Linked DNA regions of Mus musculus: regions 2, 3, 4 and 5 are each linked to region 1. Evidence: chromatin contacts called from public Hi-C, HiChIP or PLAC-seq and promoter capture Hi-C data. All regions are on one chromosome and are shown on one strand. The core of a region is the stretch at or near the end of the contact, and the rest is flanking DNA. Distances in the headings are between cores, read along the strand shown.

Region 1 (4,122 bases), core at 1,152-3,651:
GCTTTAATTTCTCCAATTGCATTTCTGGTGTAATGGGGTGTGTCTGAAAACGTTAGCTTATTGTCAATTATTCCATTACGTGGGGATGGAAACAGCTATCAAAATGTGGCTGTTCAGAAGCTTCGTTATTAAGGACTTCTGCTCTTCTGGATAAGTCATTCTTACCGACTGCCCTTATAGCAGAGAACCAACTTGCAGGAAGATAGGGCTGCCCTTTTCTCTGAATATATGACATTACTTCCCTATAGTCAGATCAAGAAGCAAGCCAACAGGACGAAGTGGGGCCGAAGCTAGGAAACAAGGGACAAAGGCTATACTAGCTGGGAGTGCATACAAGGCCCCAGCTTGGTGGCTCCCTGAAGAGGAGAGTGTTGAGGTCAAGGGCTGGGTTGTCACTCAGTCAGTAACAGTGGATGGCTGTCCCTTTTCAACATGCAGAGCTGCCTCTATGAGCCCAGTCTACAGCTCTGGGCTCTCGGGCTGACCCAAGGACAGTGTTACCAGAATCTGCCTAGGAAGAGCAGCCAGCTCCAGGTTTCCGCGCCCCGTGCCCCTCCCCCACTGCTGAATGTGCCACTCCTGGGACAACACCAGGAAGTGCATTTCATCCTGGTATCACCTGTCTATCTCTGGAGTTTACCCATCTTTAACCCGTCCTGTATCATTAAGGAATCTAGGCTCAATGGTACCTGGGAAGAAGCCCCTGAAAGAAGCCGGCAGGCTACAGAAGGCTAAGCAGTGAGTACTCTCCTGTGGCTCAGCCCACCAGCTTCCTTTCCCTATCCTAGGGCAGCCAGGTTAGAATACTGTCAGCAGCCAGTCTCTTGCTTGATGAACCTCAAGGCGCCACAGCAGCACAGGCATATGCAGACTGAGTAGTTCCTCTGGGCTCACTAGCATTTCCCTTAAGATGCCTCGACCATGTTGGGGGTTGAGCTATCCCCATTCAGAGTTGTCCCAGGACTCTGATGACATATTCGGCCTCGACTTGAGTCTCAAGACTGCTGCAATTTCATTTCAGAGCTAGGATTGGGAACTAGGAGGCCCCAGGCTCGAGCGATGGCCGGGGAAAGGAGGGAGGAGTGAGAGGAACCACTTGGTGATGGCCTTTTATTTTAAATTAGTAAAGAATCCATATTTTGTCATCACCTCCCTTGCCTGTGGCATTTTTTTCATGACAGGTGTTCACTGGCACTAGTTTTTCTTCCCGCAGAGACGGGAAGGAAGGCAGAAACTGTAACCAGGCAAGCGCCCATCTCTTATAGAGCCTATGCCCGGGACTCTAACCAGCCTCTACCCACCCCAACAGCTTCCGACAGTCAGCAGACACCAGCCAAGATGATGCCTACCCATACTACACCAGCCCCAAGACTGTACCCAGGACTCAGATTATCGGTACCCAGATAAGACCTACTGATAAGATCACCCATCGTCCGGGTCCCAGCCTAAGCCCAGCTCCAGAACCCCGTGCCAGGCTCCGACCAGCCCGCACCTCCCTCCGCAGCCCTTGCCAGACCCACTGGGTCGTCAGTTCATTCCTCCGAACCACCCTTGCAGCGGTAGCGGGCCCTCCCCTCCAGAGGCATCCGTTCCCTTACTTCTCCTTTTACAGAAAGCATCTGGCGAGCCCGCTTCCTAGCAAGGCAGAGGCTCCACCACGCGTCGGAGGAACCCAAGCCGCGGTCCTGCCCGAGGAGTCCCGCTCGGGCTCGGTTGCTGCGTCCCCATAAGTCCCCGGAGGGAGTGTCGCCGGCGGGAAGCTCCGCTCGGTCGCTAGCCTGGGCCGGAGCGGCGACCGCACGGCGGACACCGGGCACCGCCGCGCAGGGACGCGCTGTGCCTGCCTGGGCCTGATGCCGGCCCTGCTGGCTAGTCCGCGGAAGCTCGCCGGGGCTGCTGTGCCCGGCCGCGGAGTGTCTGGACCCCGGAGCCGCCTGCACCAAGCCCTCCCGGGCCAGCGGAACAGCGGCCAAGACCCGGGACCGCGCGCCACGCGCTCGCAACTCCGCACCGACGCGGGGCGCCCCGCCGGGGCTGGGGCTGGGGCCGCTTGGAGGACCCGAGGCCCTTATGGGGCCCGGGTGCACGGTACTCACTGCAGTAGGCGATGAGCAGGCTGGCCAGGATCATGAATGCCCAAAAAGTTGAGGACATGCTGGGCAGGGCGGTCGCATCTTGCCGGCTGCTGGTCCTGGGCGATGGCGCCATTGAAGCCGCGGTGCCCGCGCGGGGGGCAGCAGCGCTTCTCAGCAGCCGGCCCTGCCCGCGCCCCCGCGCCGGCCTCCACGTGCGGGCCCCGCGCGTGCCATCCTCCTCCTCGTCCTCCTCCTCCTCCTCTTCCTCGTCCTCCTCCTCCTCCTCCTTCTCCGCCGCCGCCGCCGCGCCCGGGCCCCGGCCCACTGCGCCCCGCGCCGCCCGCCCCGCGCCGCGCCCGCGCCGCCCGCGCCCGTGCTCGCCCGCCCGGGGACGCCAGCCCGCGGCTCTGGGCGTCGCTGCGCGCCCCGGCTCAGCGCGCCCCGTCACCAGTACGAGGGGCGCGCCTGGAGCGCGTGCCCGGCGTGGCGGGGCCTCGCACTGGCCCGGGACCGGCGAGGGAGGCGAGCAGAGGGGACGCCGCGCCCTAGCCGAGCCTCTGGATGGCGACAGAGACGGCCCAGCATCCTCGTAGCCTGGGCTCTGGGCGCGCAAGACCCTCAGGGCCAGCGGGAAGTTAGGTGACTTGGGACCCCCTTCCCCCCCCCCCCCCCCCACGCGAGAGTCTTCCACCAAAGGCCTGGGACGCTGGGGTCCCAGACCTTGTTTGGTATTGATCCGGAAAGTGAACCGAAAGTTTATTCAAAGCAAATAATGCTTTCAGCCTGTTTCCCATTTGTGCCCAGCACCAGGGCTCCTGAGTATGCCTTGTTGCTCTGAGCCCACCAGAGAGCATCTGAGCGCACCTGCACCCTGTCTCTAGAACTTGCCATCCTGTGGGCTCTGTGTGTCTACCCTAAGAAGACATTCCTTTGCATCTTCCTGATGCACTTCCTTGACTCCCGTGTACCACAGCCTCTGCCCCCAGGCCATGGCCTGTGGTTCCTCTCTCTCATCCATTTTCCAGAGTGTGTGCAGGATAAAGTCCCTGGTCTGGTTTTCTGAGGAGGGTAGCGAAGACTACAACTCTGATGTGCATTCCTGCCGTTGGACAACGGGTTTGCCCCTGTAAACCAGCGGAATCGGGTCACTTCCACTTTCCCTTGTAAGTTCCTTGCACTCCAGGAAGAAACTCTAAAAGCTGGTGTTTTCCCCAGGTGGCCCTGTAGGTCCATGGCCATGAAGGTCGATTCCATTCCCTTCCTGTGCACCAGTGAACATGCTAACAGCAGGCCCAGTTAGGCTTCTCATTGGTGTTTGTTCTGCATGGGAAGGGGTGGTACCCCCACACAAGATCTCATTAGAAATGGAGGCTTTTCCCCACAAGCTACTTGGTGCATACCAGCATAAGCCTTTCCCCTTGCACCCTGGTCCAGTGTGGCATTTAAACAGACCAGGACATAGAGAACGTTGCTGAGGGGCTGAAGGAGGGCAAGTACCCAGGTTGTATACATACGCAGACACATACGCACTCCACATGCGCACCATGTTCATGCACACACGCACACCACATAGCTGAACTCCATACACACTCCACTTGGATACATGCATGCCACAAGCTTGTTTCTACACAAGCTACATGTATATCATGTGGCTATAGGCACACACTCCCCTACATAGGTACATGCACAAGGCACTGACATTCACATGCATGCTACATGGTCACACATACCTCCACATACATGCACACATATACACACATGTATGCTATATAGAGCACACATGTGCATGCACACATGCAAAAATATACATGTGCATACATGTACAGCATGTGACCACACATGCATGTGCACACACATGCATAGACATACATACATGTCGCATGGCCACAGCCACATGAATGAATATGCACATGCATATTTGCCATGCACACGTGCACACATGCATAGAATGCACAAGTACTTGCTCTCAGAAGCACATATACATCCAAAACAGTGCTAGTGAAATGGAGTCAGGCTTCTCACTGCCTAGCCCCTGGTAATGGTCTCT
Region 2 (4,122 bases), core at 1,088-3,587, 1.4 Mb after region 1:
TTCTGCCATCTGCTTTCACACCCAACAATGGATGAGCCCCAGGGGACTCAGAGGCAGCAAGGGCCTGGCAGCTGCACTGGAGAGAGAGCATCCTCCTTTCCTCCCACCCCCAGTGCTGTGTTCATTATGGTCCCCAGCCTGGAGGGCCCGAGCCTTTCCGTCCTGTCTACCTCAGCTTCCCAGAACACATCCCTCATTAGACTGCCCTCCCCCTGGCAGAGGTTCCCAGTGAGTCCTGGCACTGCGGCCTCCCAGGCTGCCAGGCTAATACACCAGCTGGCCAGGGTCACCACAGCACTCTAACACCCAGGAAGCCCAACACCACGGGTCCAATCAGGCTGGTGTCTCCTGAGGCCTGTAGATGGCCATTCCTCAGGTGCTTCTCATAGTTTGTGTTCTATGTACACATCCCTGGATCTGTGTTCAAATCCCCCCTATACTAAGTACACTGGTTGACCTGAATTGAGACTACCTTAATGGTTTAATTTTTTTTTTTTTTTGGTTTTTTTGAGACAGGGTTTCTCTGTATAGCCCTGGCTGTCCTGGAACTCACTTTGTAGACCAGGCTGGCCTCGAACTCAGAAATCCACCTGCCTCTGCCTCCCGAGTGCTGGGATTAAAGGCATGCGCCACCACACCCGGCCCTTAATGGTCTAATTTGTTTGTACACATGTGTTCATATGTGTGCAAGTGCGCATATGTGAATGAGTGTGTTTGAAGAAGTGGCAACCTCTGTCCAGGAACCAAGCTATTGCCCCCCCTCCCCGTGCCCCCAAAAGCCCTCATTGAGTCACCTCTTTAAAGGCTCTGTCTCCAAATAAGCCACTATCTATGGCATCAAGCTTGGGGCTTCAGAATTCAAATGGGGGAGGGGGGTACACTTCAGTCCGAGGTAGGCACTGCAGGATCCTGGTTCTCACTAGTGAGCTATAATTCACACAGGTGGCCCTCCTCAGGTTCTTTAGTATTTTGTGGACCGTGTGGCTGTGTCTTCCTGGATGGAACTCCTCTAGGACTAAGGTGGAGTCCAGTCCTCTTGGTATTAAACACTTACATATAAACACTGCATTAATTTCCAGGCGTGGTGGCTCATACCTTTAATCTCAGCTCTTGGGAGGCAGAGGGAGGTGGATCTTTAAGTTTGAGAGTCTATAGAGTGAGCTCCAGGACAATCAGGACTACCCAGAGAAACCCTGTCTCAAAATAATAATAATAATAATAGTAATAATAATAATTAATAATAATAATAGCCCCTGCTGCCCTTGCCCGACACAACCCCTCACCAGTAACAGAGGCAGCATCATCAGCAATGGCAAGAGGTTTCTGAAGAAGTTTCATGTCCACATTCCCCAAGCCTCATCCCGATAGCCGTGAAAGGAAAGAGCTGGGACAGCCATTGCTTCAACTAACAACTGAGCTAGGTCAGGTCCAGCTTGCTCCAGGGTGGGGCTAGGATTCTGCCTGGGCCTAACCAACACTCCAGGGCTGTCAGGGAGCCTACCATTGGGCTGGGCTTCCAGGAAGCAAGTGATTCATGGTTGTCCCTGCCCTGCAGATGGACACAGGGCACCGACAGGATCAGACCTGTACCTTAGCCCTCTGGTACCAGGCACAGGCAAGGTAGACTTGGCCAGCTCCACCCCAGTCTGCAACAGCAGGAGAGCTGAGGGGGAGGGCAGAAGGCTCTCCTGTCTTCTTGAAAGCTGACTCCGCTGTGAGGCTTAGCTCTGTCACACCACAGAGCCCTGCACTCTTGGACCAGTTAGCATCTCCGAGGAGACTCTTCCTTGGTCAGATGTGAACAGATGCTATCACGCAACCAATATCTGAGTAACACATTATGCACAGAGACCATTTTAGACACTGGAGACCCAGTAAGGGACAAGCCCACATGCCCATGGAATTTTCACAAAGATGGGTAGATATGCAATGAGTGCAGTGCTGAATTTTGCCCTGCTGTGTCTTGGGATGCTTTGGCTGGGGGAGACGGAGTCCAGGAAGACCTCCCTGAGGTGGATATGTTCAGCTTGTCCCATGTTAAGCTGCATCAAGAGCAGCAACTCCGGTTCCCTAGGCCTGTTTGGGAGGGTACAGTCAGGTGACTGATAAGAAGACGCCTTCTCCCGTCTCTCTGGTGGCTGTAGACCCACAACCATCCACACATGAAGCTTCCACTCCCCTGGAAGGTAACCCCTGTCCTCTCCATCCTAGCCTTCCTTTGCCTACTGGGACTAACCTGCAGGACTCTTGCTAGCCGCCAGGAGACCAAGACCTAAAAAGAGACGGATGCCCAAGGTCAAATCGCTCCTGGGCGCACACCAGCAGTTCCACGGCCTCCTATCGCCTGCCCAGGACCGCCCGGGCAACATTTCTGCGCTGCTGGGACTCCGCCCGTCCCTTTGCAGCCCTCCCTACCCCGTCGCTCGTGCAGACCCAGCAGGACCCAGGGGCAGCCAGAGCGACAGACTAGTGTCTTTCAGGGCACCCGGCCGCTCCGACCGCCCTCCCCACAGCCAGGTCCCTCAGTCCCCTCCTCTGACCCCTCCCTCCCGTTCCTTCCTAGGCCTTTTCTGCTCCTCATCCTAGGCTCCCTAGACTCCTCTGTTTCTGATTCTTCTCTGGCCCCAAGTCTAGCTTCTCCTGTCCTCACCCTGGTCGCCTCCTCCCGGGTCCCCGCCACCCTCTCTGCGTACCGGGTGACGCAGCGCCGCCTCCCGCTCCCGCCTCCCCGCGTCACCGCCGGGCAGACTGCAGGGGCCGCTAACGGTCCCGCGCCCCCCCCGGTGTCCGCGCGCCCCGCGCCCGGCGGACGAGGCCGCGCCGGCGGCGATGGGGGCAATGGGGGCGGCGGAGCCGCTGCACTCCGTGCTGTGGGTGAAACGGCGACGCTGTGCCGTCAGCCTGGAGCCCGCGCGGGCTCTGCTACGCTGGTGGCGGAGCCCGGAGCCCGGGCCCTCCGCGCCGGGTGCCGGTAAGTGTGGCCATCCCGGGCTGGTGGGGCCGGCGCTGCATCCACCCCGGCCTGCGTAGCCCGAGCGCTCCGGGCAGGCTGGGATGGGGCGGAACTCGGAGGGAGGAGACCTGGGGCACGGGGAGAGGCGCCCGGGATACCGAGGCGCGGGGAATCCGAGACGCAGAGCCCGGGTGCCGGGCGGTCTAAGTACTCCGCGGCCTCTGGCGGGGAACCGTCTGGGTGCTGAGAGCCCAGATACTCCTGGAACTGGGATGACAAAGCCTCTGGAGGTGCTGGAGGGGGAGGGGAAGAGCGGACGTCCACAGCCCCCCACCCCCCATCCCGGAGCATCCGCGGGACCCTGGGGGAGGTCTGTTGCTGGTGCTGCCGTCGGGATGGCGCTGGCACACCTGGACAGGACTGGTTTCTGGTCATATTCTTCGTCCAATACAGTGAACCCAAGTACATACACATGTTTCTCTATGGGAGAAGCCCAGAGGGGCCCTGGCAGGGACTTCCTGCGATTAGGCAGTTGAGCAAGGGCCTTTGACTTTCCGATGGAGTGTACACCCTGCTCAGCCGCCCTCAGGGTTGAAAGAGGAGTAGCTTAGGCCAGCATGGGGAAAAAACGCAACCCACCCGCAGTGACTGGGAATGGTGCAAGGACACTAGAGCCACTCTCCCCGGTGCTTTGCTGCAGGTTGTCTGGTGGCCGACGGATTGGCGGAGATTTTAAAGATGTCATTCAGTCCTCCTTAAAAGGAGGATTACAGAAGATTGTATGTGGACATCTGGGCTGGGGGGCCTTGTAGACGACCTTGTAGACGAATTCAGTTTCATAAATTCCTTGCTCCATTTTGTTGTGTTTGTTTGTTTGTTTTGAGACTGTTTTCCTATGTGGCTCAGCCTCAGACTAGTATTACAGATGTGTGCCACCAAGCCCAACTTGTTATTCTCTCTCTCTCTCTCTCTCTCTCTCTCTCTCTCTCTCTCTCTCTCTCTCCTGGGAATGATAGAATCCAGGGCTTGTGGCTTGCTAAGCACAGTCTTTACCACCAAACAGCAAACATCCCCTGCAAGTTTCCCTTGAGAGCCTGCTAGGGGATGGACCTGGGGATTCTAGCCTAGTGGCTGATGGAGTGGGGCCTTTTCCACTTAAGGAGGCACAG
Region 3 (4,122 bases), core at 878-3,377, 1.3 Mb after region 1:
TCCTCTGTATATGAAGTTCCATGTTCTTACGGGAACCAGAGACTGAATGAGGGCCTCCCCATTGCTCAGTAATGTCTACAGAGATCCTGCTTCCAAGCAAGGTCACGGTCACAGTCACAGTAAAATATTAGGAATGTTACTGTCTAGCCCAGTATGAAGACAAACTACCACACCAGGTATAGTGACTTGTATACTCGGGAGAATGAGGCAGGAGGGTCAGAAGCTCAGGGCCAGCCTGCACTATAAATGAGACCCTAGCTCAAAAAATAAAAAATAAAAAATGCACTATCAAGAGACAGTATTTAATGGAAAGGGTCAATGAATTCTACAACTCCATACAGCAACTCCATTATTTTTAAATCTCAGTTGACTCTTAACAATAAATTACAGCTCATACTTAAGAAGAACTGAGGCCGGGCAGTGGTGGTACCCGCCTTTAATCCCAGCACTTGGGAAGTGGGGGCAGGCTGATTTCTAAGTTCCAGGCTAGCCTGGTCTACAGAGTGAGTTCCAGGACAGGGTTTCTCTGTCTTGGAAAAGGAGGAGGAGGAGGAGGAGGAGGAGGAGGAGGAGGAGGAGGAGGAGGAAGAGGAGGAGGAGGAGGAGGAAGAGGAGGAGGAGAAGGAGAAGGAGAAGGAGAAGGAGAAGGAGAAGGAGAAGGAGAAGGAGAAGGAGGAGAAGAAGAAGAAGAAGAAGAAGGAGGAGGAGGAGGAGGAGGAGGAGGAGGAGGAGGAGGAGGAGGAAGAAGAAGAACTGAGTCTCGAGATGTGAAGGCAACAACAGAAGTCACACTGCCACATGCTTCTGTTTATCTGGCACTAGGCTCAACGTGTTTATCCCTGTCACAGTAGGACCTTCTACTCATCATAAACTATAATAATAGCTTTTATAAAAGTTCTTAACTATTCAAGCAAGCCCAGTCCAGGTCCTGTAAAAAATACAGTGTCTGGGTACCTCTGAGGACTTCCTCCATCTCCCAAGTCACTGTGGCCCAGCAGTCAGTAACCCGTGCCAAGCCCCAGCCACTTTGAAAAGCACATTTTGTGGTTGAATACAGTGGATATCCGAGTTTACAAATTTAACATTCACACAATGGTGTCTCTTAGGAAGCACAGGAAGACAGACCATTTTCCGAGCTCACGAATGGTTCTACTTAAGTTACCTCAATGTCAAAACCTTCAGGACTGGAGAGGTGGCTAATGTTAGAATCTTAAATTTCATATCTGAGACTTTGGCTAGAAAACAGAATAAACTATGTTTGAAATCTTGTGATGGAGTTTTCTGAAATACATTTCCGGGTACTGTCTCTTCACTCCCTAAGACCTAGAGAGGCATCAGGCCACATAACCAATCACAGAAGGACTTTGGAGCTCGATAGCTTCCAGACTGCACCCAGGTGTTTTTATTATTATTCTGTGTTTCCTGTTGCTGTCAAAAGACCGGTGTCCAGAGGCCAGAAGGTGGGACCACAGAAATTCACAAGGCGCTTCCACGCTCAAAGGAAAAGCATCAGCCCACATGTGACAGACGAAAACCCAAGTGCTCAAACCACTATGCACCCCGAAGAGACCGACCTCCCCTGCAGGCACTGCCTCTCCCTGGCCAGTTTCCTGACTCAACCAAACTCTCCAGGGCATGACCTGGGTCAGTTTCTTCCAGCTTCCCCAGGGAGTCATGGAGTTTCGCAGGAGAGAACCTGCCTGCCAGGCTCTGGAAGCACTTGGGGCAGCTCCTCGTCCTCCTTGCTCATTGGTACGGCCACTGTCACCTTTCATTTCCCACACGCCCACTGCCGACCCCGACTCCCCTAGCCCCTCACATAGCCCAACAGTCTCCTAGGAGCCAGGTTCTCCTCCCCAGACTCCTACGCCACCCGCACTGCAACGGGACAGCACGGCCACCTGACCTCTGACCCCTGACCCCGACCGGGTCCTCCCCGTCACACCCACCTGCCCGGGACCTTGCTGTTGCTGCGCTTCCAGAACTGCTTCCTGGCCCCGTCGCTGGCCATGGCCGCTCCTCATCCCTCAGATCCGCAACCCTGACACCCGAGAGCGGTCGGCCACACCTCCAGCGGCCCTCTCCTGTGCCCCGGCGGCCCCCTCAGAGACACCAGGACTCCGAAGCGTAGAGCCGAGAGGCGCTTCCGCCTCCGTCCGGAAGTTGTGACTCGGCGATTCCGGAAGTCCCGCCTTCGTTTCGGGCAGTGCTTGACGCCATGAGAAGGCGACGCTGGGATATGTGCGTGGCTGTAGCGCAGGGAGGAAAGCGGAGTCTGCGAGCTGCGTATGTTCTGGCGGCGCTGAGAGCGCTCGGGTCGAGCGGCACGGACTGAGGTCTCTGGATCCCGGCCTCTGATCCCCGGCCATGAACTCCGGAGCCGCGTGCGTCTGGGGTCCGAGTCGGTCTTATTTGCTCGCAGCCAACCAGCAAGTACCGAGAACCAGAAGGAGCACAGGCAGATCGGGACCCTGCTGCGGGCGGACAGGCGAGCGGGAGGATGGAGAGCTTCTCCCGCTGTAGTGTGGTCCAAGCCTCATCGCCAGGGCATTGACCCCGGATCAGTAAACACTGCACAGTGAGGTGAAGGAAGCGACTTCCACCGGAGCACATCTGAAGCGATGGCGGGGATCTGCCTGGGCTTCAGCTGAAAAACGAATAGGCACGGAGACACGAAGACTTCATCTTGCCGGCGCTTGCGTGCTTCCAAGACCGCAGTAAAGTGTGCTTAATTGTAAGATACATTCAAGATCCAAAAATCTTAATACGGAAATGTTAATTATAAGTTTACATTAAATGATACTTTATATATATTGGGTTCTGTAGAATATATTGTTATGTTTACTTTCACTTTTTGCTGTGTAGTGTAGCTACTTGAAATTACTTACGTGATTGGTGTAAAATTTCTATGATCTTAGACTCAAGGGTGAGAGGCTGGCATCTCAGGCCGGAGCTTTAGTGAAACACTGGTAATGCCAACTTGTGGCCTTTACTACTGAGAAACATATTCACGACAGCTGTCTCGTGCACTTTTTCTGCTTTTGATATGGTCTTCCTGTTTAACCCAGGCCCTGACTATATTCTCAAGACCCAGACTTCTAGACATATTGAAAGTGGTGTTGGGTTAGCACATGGTGGATGCAAGAAATCACACTAAAGAACCTTATATAGCTTAGCCCAGTTGTATGCCAGACTTATCCTCAGTACTCAGAGCAGGGTCAATGGCCTAGAGCCCTGTATCTCAACTTTGTTCCCATTCTTTAAGAGTAAAGCCTTCTGCAGCTCCTTTTAGACTGCAGCAGCTACCTGACTCCACTTTGACTCTGCAGAAAGGGGTGGCACCTGTTCCTCTTCATTTCCTGCACAGCCGGAGCCTTAGGAACTGAAATAGTACATCCCAAATGTTTGCTGTCTGGATGACAATACCGGGCTCTCTAGGAATCCCTTTTGACACAAGCATAGAAACTTCAGGAAATACCAGGGACAATGTCAACAGGTCCTAGGTGACCCCTTCAGGCACAACTTATGGAACATAGCCTTGGCTTCTCCTTGGAATCCTACTTCTAATAATCCTTAGAATTTGAGAGACCTAGCAAAACTAAGATTAATAATCATGTCCTAGCACTGCCTCGAGAGCTCTTTGAAATAAAACTTTAGTGGTACATAGCTATGGCCCAGCTTCTCAAGAGGGAGGCAGGAGAATGGAAATTAAAAATTGGGTGCTATGGGGCTGGTGAGATGGCTCAGTGGGTAAGAGCACCCGACTGCTCTTCTGAAGGTCCGAAGTTCAAATCCCAGCAACCACATGGTGGCTCACAACCACCCGTAATGAGATCTGATGCCCTCTTCTGGTGTGTCTGAAGACAGCTACAGTGTACTTACATATAATAAATAAATAAATCTAAAAAAAAAAAAAAAAAAAAATTGGGTGCTCACTTCAGTGGTATACCTACTAAAATTGGAATAATACAGAGATTAGCATGGTCCTTACAAAAGGATGACACACAAACCGGTAATATGTTCGTGTGTGTGTGTGTGTGTGTGTGTGTGTGTGTGTGTGTGTGTGTGTGTTAGGCAGCAGCCAGTAGTCAACCCTAGATGTCTATGTAGACATGGTGGGAA
Region 4 (4,122 bases), core at 809-3,308, 1.2 Mb after region 1:
GCTCCTTGAAGACAGGTAGGTCATAGGGACACAGAGCAAACCAGAGCTTGGCAGACAATGGCTCTTTGCTCAGTGATAGACGGATGGGCAGGAAAGAGGGAGAAGGGGAAGGAGGACAGGAAGGAAAGAGGGATGCAGCACATGTGCTCCATCCGTGTCCCAGCAAGGGAAATGGATTCTTAACTCCCTAGAAAGTTATCTTCATCCAAGGAGACAAACGTAGGCACCCTGAGCCATGACTGCTGAATACCCTAGCTTCCTTCTTCCTCAGGACACTCATGCTCGGCTGATCCCTCCTCTTCACCATCTTTTATCCCGATCACTCTTCTCCATCTTCCCTCTTGAGATTAATCTTATCAAGGTACAGTAGATCGAGAGACACCACCCTACACATCACCCTAAACGTATGTATGCACACCCACACCGATGGCTTAAAGACCTTCCTTCCATCCATAAGCTTATCTCCCAGGTCTCCCCAAACTCTGGCCCTGCACCCACACTCTGTACCCTATCAGAGCCCAGCAGATTACATCTCCTTCCCACAGCCCTGAGGGCTTCTCCTCGCCTCTGGCTTAACTGCTCGTATTTGAGACCAGTTGCAAGCGCTCCTTTCTGCTCTCTCTGCTCTCTGCCCACCATCTTTATGGAAGAGCCAGCTACATTCTACCTAGTGACTCTCTGGTCTCCCTCCTTCCCACTGTCATTCTCTGGTGGCTCCTACTTGGAACTGGGCTCCAAAGCCTGACAAGGCCAGGCTTTACTGTAAGCTCTGCCCAGACTTCACCCAGGCAAGCAGCAGAGGAAGGCAGTGCTAGAGTGCTCACATGAGTGAAGGTGTTTTAGAACCTCTAAGTACACCAAATCTCGAAGAACCCGATGGCTGCACACTCTGGGAAGTCAGGCCCTTCCTACATCACCTACCATCCTAAGCATGATTGGGCTTGGTCTAGAGCCCTCAAAGCACATGAACCCCAGGATTTAAAAAAGAGAGGCCTAGAGCCTTGACAAGCAAAGCTTCTAATCCCAAGGCATGGGGTCTACCATTGGCAAACTCAGAGCCCACCCCCACAGCAGAACAGAATCACTCCCACTGCTCAAGTGAATAACAAGCCGCCGCCACCTGTAGCACAGCAGGCGCCAGCTCAATATTTGCTGAGTGAGTGACACGCTCATGCATATAGATTCATATACATTTTTCATCAGTCAACAGTTTCCTAGAGAGAAATGAATATTTAAACAAAGTTCAGAGGCTGGGGTACAGCTTACTAACAGAACACTTGCCTAGCATGTGTGAGGACCCTGCAACAATCACTAGCACCACCGAAAAACTGAAATGAAATAAAATACAAACAAGTTCAGAGGCCAGAGACATAGCTCAGTCAAAGGGCCGCCCAAGAACACATGTGAAAAGCCAGGGGCGGCTATAATCCCTATCATATAATCATATAAGCCTAGCAAGCAGGGCAGAGAAGGCAAATCCCTGCAGCTCACTGTCCAGCCTACCTAGGTGAATCTAAGAGTTTCAAGGTTAGTGAGACATGCTGGCTCCAAAACATAAAAGCAGAGGCAATAAGGGAAAGACACTGAGTGCTGAGCTGGGACCCATGCACACAAATACACGATACACATGCACGCGCACACACACACACACACACACACACACACACACACACGCATGCACACACTTCAAAATCAGAACCTCATCAGAGCCCCTCCCCCCACCCCCACCCCGTACACAGGAGACTGTCACAGCTACCCAGAAGCAGAGCTCCATCTGCTCACACCCACACAGGCAAACCAGACATATGCTGTGCCTTGGCCTTGCACACACCATGAAAGGCCTGAGAAGGCGGAAAAGACTAGGGCTAGCCTGAGCTCGTAAGACTGGTTCTAAGCTCAAGCCTCTGTCATTGAAACTCAAGGCAGACTCAGGACCACCCAATAGTGCCAGCACCTTCCTAGGAGGAACAAGGCAAACCAGTAGTAGCACAGAGGAGCCCAATTTGCAAATAAGAGGCCAATGCTTTCCTGTTTCTCTGCAGATACAACAGTGCTCCCCTGAAGGAGCCTCAAAGCAGGCCTCTGCCAGCTGCTGGTGACACAGCACACCCTGTCATTATACTGCACTTGAAAAAGCAGAAAGATCCAGAAATATTCCAGTTTCTTATGAGCAAAGGAAAGCTCACCGTTAGCTCAGCTGTTCACAGCTTAATTCCACCAGACCTCTCTCAGTGACCTGAAATTTCTACCTTACAGCTTTGTTTCTAGAACCACACAGACATAGGCTTCGGGAGTATAAGCCAAGACTGACGTCCAGTCAATGGGCAGTGGCTGGAACTGCAAAACCAGTCCTGATCCCTTGGTCACTTAATATCTATTGGAACTTCTTTGTCATAGCATCTGAAAACATTCTGGGGGATGGGGATACTCTTCATGGAGCCACAGCCCACAACTCCATGAAAAACCCTTGGATTTTTCTAGCAATTTGAACAGAAGGGTAGAAACAGCATGCTCACTTGAACAGGATGGTCTGTGGTGGCAGGATCAGCTTAGCAAAGAGCAGATGTAAGGAGAAGATCACACAGGTGCAGAATGTTAACTCAAGCTGAAGTGCTGTGGGGAAGCACAAATGATCCACCAAAGGGCATGATGTACAGCAGCCTTGGACCATGGATGTGCCTACTGGAAACAGACTGGTCTGAGAGGCCTCAACCATGAACACTCGCAGACATTACTAGCTCTTGGAATTCTGTTCACCATTCTTGATATCCATGTCTGTTGGAGGGGCTGCATTAGAAGCATCACAAACTGAACTCTTCCCAAAGGCTCATTTCGGAAAGTCTGAAATGAAACTCTTGCTGCCACATGTTCCCCCAGGTCTGAAGAAATCAAGAGCCTGGTTAGGGCTAGGTGGGTTATGTGCCTGCTGTGCAGAAATGAGGCCCTGAGTTCAGAATCCTAGCACCCACCAAAAAGAAGTCAAGTTCCGTGGAGAATGACCAGAATCACAGCACTGGGCGAGGGAGGGAGGGAAGGAGGGAGGTGGGGTTATCTCACAATTATCTATAACTCTAATTGCAGGGGATCTGATAGCCTCTTCTAGCCTTGGCAGGCTACTGCTTGCATGTGGTACAGCCAAACACTCATATACATAAAATAAAAATAAATCTTAAAAAAAATAAAGACAAAAACTAAGTAAACAAAGCATTAATTCCCTCCAACCCGATCAGCAAACACAACTCAAATTGGGAGAGTCCACAACACCTAACAAGCTGACTTTAACACTTTAACACACAAGGAAGACCAAGAAACATAACCAGGAACAGGCAGCCCAGGCCTGGCCCACAGACTCAGTACTACAGTAATCAAGGCCAAGTCAGGGCAGAAGAGACAGACCAACCAAGGGGAGCCAGGAACAGCCAAAGGGACCAGCCAAGGGAGCCAGGACCAGCTAAAGGAGCCAGGACCAGCCAAGGGAGCCAGGACCAGCCAAGGGAGCCAGGACAAGCCAAGGGAGCCAGGACCAGCCAAAGGAGCCAGGACCAGCCAAGGGAGCCAGGACCAGCCAAAGGAACCAGGACCAGCCAAGGGAGCCAGGACCAGTCAAAGGAGCCAGGACCAGCCAAGGGAGCCAGGACCAGTCAAAGGAGCCAGGACCAGCCAAGGGAGCCAGGGCCAGCCAAAGGAGCCCGGCGCATGGGAAATCCTGAGAGACAGCAGCCAGGTATGGCTGCTGGTGGCCCATGGTGACTTTCCACATGGGAGCCATTCCAGAAATGGAGGTGCAGAAGAGCAAGCCAGGAGAAAAGGAGCAATGATGGAGGTCTCACAACCCCTGACCTCAAACTACGCTACAGAGACACAGGAACCAAAACAGCAAGGTACTAACTAACGACAACTGCAGACACACAGACCACGGGGACACAAGACTCAAACAAACCCACACAGCTGTACCTACCTGACCTTCCATAAAGGTGCCGAAGCATAGAGAGAAGGACAGACAGCCTTTTTCTACCCCACTGGAAAAGGATGGCTTAGATACTATCTCTCACCCAATTAATAAAAAAATCAATTCAAAATGGATCACAGACCTTAATAAGACATCAAACTGACCTTCTAGAA
Region 5 (4,122 bases), core at 651-3,150, 1.0 Mb after region 1:
AGCTTGGCAAGGTAGACACGCAGCAGGAGACAGCCGTTCCTCTTCCCCTCAGCCTGACCTCCTGCTCTGCATACTGGAGCTGCCTTCCCTGGACACCTTATCAACTGCAGCAAAATATGTCTGTCTGCACATCCATCTGCAAGCCAGCCTCCTGCCAGGGCCTGTCAGATAACAGCAATACAGACAGATAAAGTACCTTGGGGACATGAGCTGGGCAGGCTGCTGAGAGGCCCAAGGAGCTATCATGTATAGGAGAACACAGATGTGCCATTCTGGTGTCAGCCTTCAAGGTGAACCCTTGGTCACTTGCCTCTTTCCAAGGATACCCAGGAAACTCCAACCAGTGGCCTCCTCCTGGTTCCAGCACCTCCAGATGAAACCAGCTCTGTGCATCAGTCACACACTGCACAGGGGTCACTAGCTATCACTGGCTTATCTTCTGTACTGGTGGATCTAGGAGGTCCAGGATGGGTCTTGTCCATTTGTCATGAATTCACCATGCACAATGAACTGCCTCTCAGTGCCTGGTTCTGTCCATGGTCCTGAAAATATATCCTCAGAACACAGCACCATCCTCCTAATCTAACCCTGACCCTGACTCTGACCCTGACCTACAAGTTCCTGCCTACCTCAGAGCCTTTTCCTGACACAGACAGAAGCTTGATGGACAGGGAGACAGAGAATTTGACTCCACATACAAAGCAAGGCCATGAACTGCTGGTGCCTGTACGCTGCACACATGGCTTTCTGGAGGTACAGATTGGAGAATAATAAATGCCCTATAACCCTGGTCCTAAGGCAGAGATCATACAGATATGTTGGTTTGTACTGGAAAAAACTAAGACTAGAAGCTGGGAGTTTCAGTATAGAATTATAGTTTTTCACAGTTGGATCCAGGAAAGCCATCATTGAGATAAGGGTGGTGTCAGACTCAAGGCTAGGCTTCTTCTCCATTCAAACCACAAAGGAACAGAGGGCACCACAACACAGCAACCAAGAAGGCAAAGTCTCTCCTGAATGTCTTCCCATACCCAAGCTGTACAAACACAGCCCATCCCAGAGTTCCTTCCTGGAGTACTTGTCCAAGAGAGGCCAGCAGAGGACAGCTAAGGGCACCCAAGGCTCTAATGTGAAGTCTATCCTGGGTACCCCATAGGTCGAAGTGTGCAGCACATACTCTGAGACTTTAGCCATGGCTCTATGTACTGAGTGCCTACTCCTTGAGCAACTCCCCAGACTTCTTCATTTCTGATGCTAGTGTCTCAGGCCAAGCATTTTGTGAACAACTTCATTCCCTATGATCACTAGTTTGTGCACGTAAGTGTACATGTGCCTGTTTGTGTTCATGTTCACGCATGCTCACATATATGTATAAGCCAAAGATCAACCATAGGCATCATTCCTCAAGCTCTGTGCATTTCACTGTGGCTTAGGACAGGCTGGCCACTCAGCAAGCCTCAGGGATCCTTCTGTCTCACTACCCCAGTGTGGGGGTCACAAGTCTTCACACCAAGCCCCAGCATTTCACATAGGTGCTGGGGACCAAACTCAGGCCCTGATGCTTGCATGGAAAGTGTTTTATTGACTGAGCTCTCTCTGCAACCCTGTGACCATTGTTTTATTTAAGCCTGGGCAACGATGAGTTTCCTTTCTGCGCCCTTGTGTTTGTTTTCTAAGACAATGGTTAGCATCCTGAAGTATTAATGATCTATTAATATGGACAGCTAGGGAAACAAAAGGATTGTAAGGAACACGCATTTTTATTCAAATAAATTACATGGATTTTTCTATTAAAATGCTCCACTTATCATGGACACTTAGTCACAGCCCTTTCTGGGCATCCGATACCAGTTCCACGCCTTCATCCCAGCCATGCAGAACAAAAGGTCTATTCAGAGCACAGGCTATTTGGAATCCAGGATGGTCCAGATTGCTGCATCCTTGCTGCCTGCCCATTTGGTACACCTCATCCCTCAAACCCACTTCTTTGGAACTAAATCAGTTTTGAGAGCCAGTGCACAAAGAGGAAAAAGTTCTCTCCACCCCCAGGCCCTGCTCTTCCAGAATCTTCTCCCCCAGGGCTCTTTCAGGCTCTTTTTGGCTCTGTCTGTGTTTCCTTCCATCTTGCAGCTGACAGCAGCTGGCAGAAGGTTGACTGGCTGGCCCAAGCATCCTCTGATGTAGGACCCCAGCCACATATCTATTCTAACTGTTCAGAGAGCCCCATTTCCCTGATGGCCTGCCTCTGCACTCATTCTTTTTGTCATGATGGATGCCATGTGATCCCATCTTCCCCCAAACAGGTCACCCAGTCCGATCCGGACTTGGCTGAAGTCTGCACAAAGCCTGCCAGTGTTTCTTTGGGGAATCCTCCCTTCCTGGCTGTGCAGCTCAGGATCCATCACCAAATCCTGGGTGGCAGGACTAGCTTTCTCCTGCTTTTGCCTCTGAGATTCGGGTCCCAGCTCATGGTTGACCCATCACTCATAGTGTTCACAAGAAGCAGGCACTGCCAGGCTCTGTCACAAGCTGGATATAGTCCTGGCAGTCTTCTTATCTGTAAAGGGGAGTCAAACGAGACTCCTCCGGCACTCCTCCCTGGCAGCTGAGAGCATATGCTGGTATCACAGAATAAGAAGACAGCATCATCTTACTGCATGGTGTAGTGACGGCAAGATGGGAGAGATGGGACTAGCTGCCAGAGAGGCTTCAATTCCCATTCTGAGCCACACCAAGGATCTGATTGGTCCACTTATCAAAGAAGGAACTAGAACACAAAAGAGTGATCTTGTTGCCACAGTGCCAGCCTCACCAGCTCCTCAGCCCAAAGCCTGGCCCCCGTACTTCCTCTGTGGGCAGCCTCCTCTCCTGATAACAACTGTTCCCTTCTCTGACTTCCACCGTCCTAGATGACTGCCACCTTCCTAGGTTATCTCTTCCTAGAGGTATCCTCCTCAGTGACCTCTCCCATCTTGATCTCCTGTCCCCTTTGTGACTGCCCTTAGAACCTGATCTCTATAGGAACTAAGAGACTCTGCTCTTCAGGTCACTCCTAGCCAAACAGCTCAGGCTGGTCCTGGTTCTTTTACTTCTGAAATGTTCTGTGTAGGTTACTCTCATGGCCTGCCTCTGCTCAGTCCCGAATGGCGCCCTTGGTCTCCTGGTGACCCCTTCCCCTTAAATGCAAATTCTATGTTGATGTGTGTCCTGAAGGCCTATCTGGAACCTCCAGCTAGGATGTGTTTAACTCTCCCAAAACCTAGGCTGTGTCCTCTTAGGATCTCAGGCTCCCTAAGGAAGCATTGGGTTCCCTCTGCCACCTGCTGGGCTGCAAAGTATGTTCCAAAAAAATCACTGGGCCCTGTGGGACAGCAGCTTTGGCATATCACAAATAGCTGGAAAAATGAATATATAAAGAGAAGAATCATTTGGGCTCAGAGTTTGAGAGTCTCGTCTCTTCACTTTGGGCAGTGATGAAACAACATATCATAGAGGTAGCCTATGCAGAACTAACAAAACCAGCAAGCTAAAAGGAAGAAAGAGGAAGAGGCCAGCATCCCATAATTTTCTTTAGAGTGTGCCAGCAGTGGTCGGAGGGCTTCCCACTAGGCACCACCTCCTAAAGCTTCTGTCACCTTCTCATAGTATCACTCTCGAAACTAAGCCCCTAAGCCCCCTGGGAGACAAACGACAGCATGTGGTCAGAGAAGTGTGTGAACCACAAGCAAAGAGACTCAAGCTCAGGGTGAGGCCAGCCAAACGGTTAAAGTATTGTGAGCCCAGAGGACAGATGAAATTCAGGTATGTCGGCATAAATGTCTTGCAACCTACTTTTAATAAGCGTTCAACCTCTCCTCCAGCCCACCACCCAGCAGAGGTAGTGGAAGAGAAAAGTTATTAGGATATGGAAAAAGTGGACTTGTTCGGCAATAGTTCTTTGGGGGCAAGCTCGATCTTCTTGGGCAGCAGTTCAGTCCAGCAAACATCACATATGACTCAGCAGCTGCAGACTAGTCCTCTAGGCAGGCAGACACCAGGCAGCTGTAGTTCAATCTCGAAGAAACAGCCAGGCCCACCTTCCAGAGCAGTTCTTGGGTGAGTGTCTCTCAATGGCAGTGTTAC

What was found. Promoter capture Hi-C pulls out the DNA fragments that hold promoters and counts their contacts. A called contact is a pair of places that touch in the nucleus more often than the background predicts. HiChIP or PLAC-seq counts read pairs in DNA pulled down with a chosen protein or histone mark.
Region 2: a contact with region 1 is called in a promoter capture Hi-C map of hippocampal neurons, with 5 times the contacts expected there. The contact joins the promoter of Cerk here to the promoter of Tafa5 in region 1. A contact is called at or near these places in 2 of 39 promoter capture datasets (frontonasal cranial neural crest and hippocampal neurons) and 2 of 115 datasets of contacts at active chromatin or transcription factors (SST interneurons and embryonic forebrain).
Region 3: a contact with region 1 is called in an H3K4me3 HiChIP or PLAC-seq map of embryonic midbrain, with 11 times the contacts expected there. The contact joins the promoter of Tbc1d22a here to the promoter of Tafa5 in region 1. A contact is called at or near these places in 5 of 39 promoter capture datasets (cranial neural crest, hippocampal neurons, maxillary cranial neural crest and 2 more) and 2 of 115 datasets of contacts at active chromatin or transcription factors (embryonic midbrain and forebrain).
Region 4: a Hi-C map of cortical neurons shows a contact between it and region 1. The contact joins the enhancer-like site here to the promoter of Tafa5 in region 1. A contact is called at or near these places in 1 of 39 promoter capture datasets (stem cell-derived epiblast-like cells), 1 of 484 Hi-C or Micro-C datasets (cortical neurons) and 2 of 115 datasets of contacts at active chromatin or transcription factors (embryonic forebrain and stem cell-derived neural progenitor cells).
Region 5: a contact with region 1 is called in an H3K27ac HiChIP or PLAC-seq map of VIP interneurons, with 7 times the contacts expected there. The contact joins the enhancer-like site here to the promoter of Tafa5 in region 1. A contact is called at or near these places in 7 of 39 promoter capture datasets (the 3T3-L1 cell line, the C10 cell line, the HPC-7 cell line and 4 more), 3 of 484 Hi-C or Micro-C datasets (cerebral cortex, cortical neurons and uterus) and 7 of 115 datasets of contacts at active chromatin or transcription factors (VIP interneurons, embryonic basal ganglia, embryonic forebrain and 4 more).

Annotation. Positions count from the first base shown.
Region 1 is chr15:87,542,578-87,546,699 of GRCm38.p6, reverse strand. Tafa5 (TAFA chemokine like family member 5) reads right to left here and starts at 2,401. Exons shown (of 4, transcript NM_001252310.1): 1 at 2,097-2,401. The coding sequence starts at 2,208. Gm35471 (a long non-coding RNA gene) reads left to right here and starts at 2,727. Exons shown (of 3, transcript XR_384322.2): 1 at 2,727-3,238.
Region 2 is chr15:86,184,356-86,188,477 of GRCm38.p6, reverse strand. Cerk (ceramide kinase) reads left to right here and starts at 2,337. Exons shown (of 13, transcript NM_145475.4): 1 at 2,337-2,971. The coding sequence starts at 2,830. Gm15569 (predicted gene 15569) reads right to left here and starts at 2,750. Exons shown (of 3, transcript NR_155352.1): 1 at 2,694-2,750; 2 at 2,237-2,272; 3 at 1,282-1,826.
Region 3 is chr15:86,212,464-86,216,585 of GRCm38.p6, reverse strand. It overlaps Tbc1d22a (TBC1 domain family, member 22a), which reads right to left and starts at 2,127. Exons shown (of 13, transcript NM_145476.2): 1 at 1,950-2,127. The coding sequence starts at 2,011. It overlaps Gm22818 (a small nuclear RNA gene), which reads left to right and starts at 3,929; the gene lies at 3,929-4,032.
Region 4 is chr15:86,307,352-86,311,473 of GRCm38.p6, reverse strand. The region is part of intron 7 of Tbc1d22a (TBC1 domain family, member 22a); the gene reads right to left. Among named protein-coding and RNA genes, the nearest start is that of Tbc1d22a, 95 kb to the right of the region's middle. Within about 2 kb of position 2,058, at least 27 of the 459 cell types and tissues checked have an H3K27ac peak or open chromatin away from gene starts, as enhancers often do. A contact at or near this core is called in cortical neurons, where this site is marked.
Region 5 is chr15:86,540,734-86,544,855 of GRCm38.p6, reverse strand. No RefSeq gene overlaps it. Among named protein-coding and RNA genes, the nearest start is that of Gm34965, 62 kb to the left of the region's middle. Within about 2 kb of position 1,900, at least 4 of the 459 cell types and tissues checked have an H3K27ac peak or open chromatin away from gene starts, as enhancers often do. A contact at or near this core is called in VIP interneurons, where this site is marked.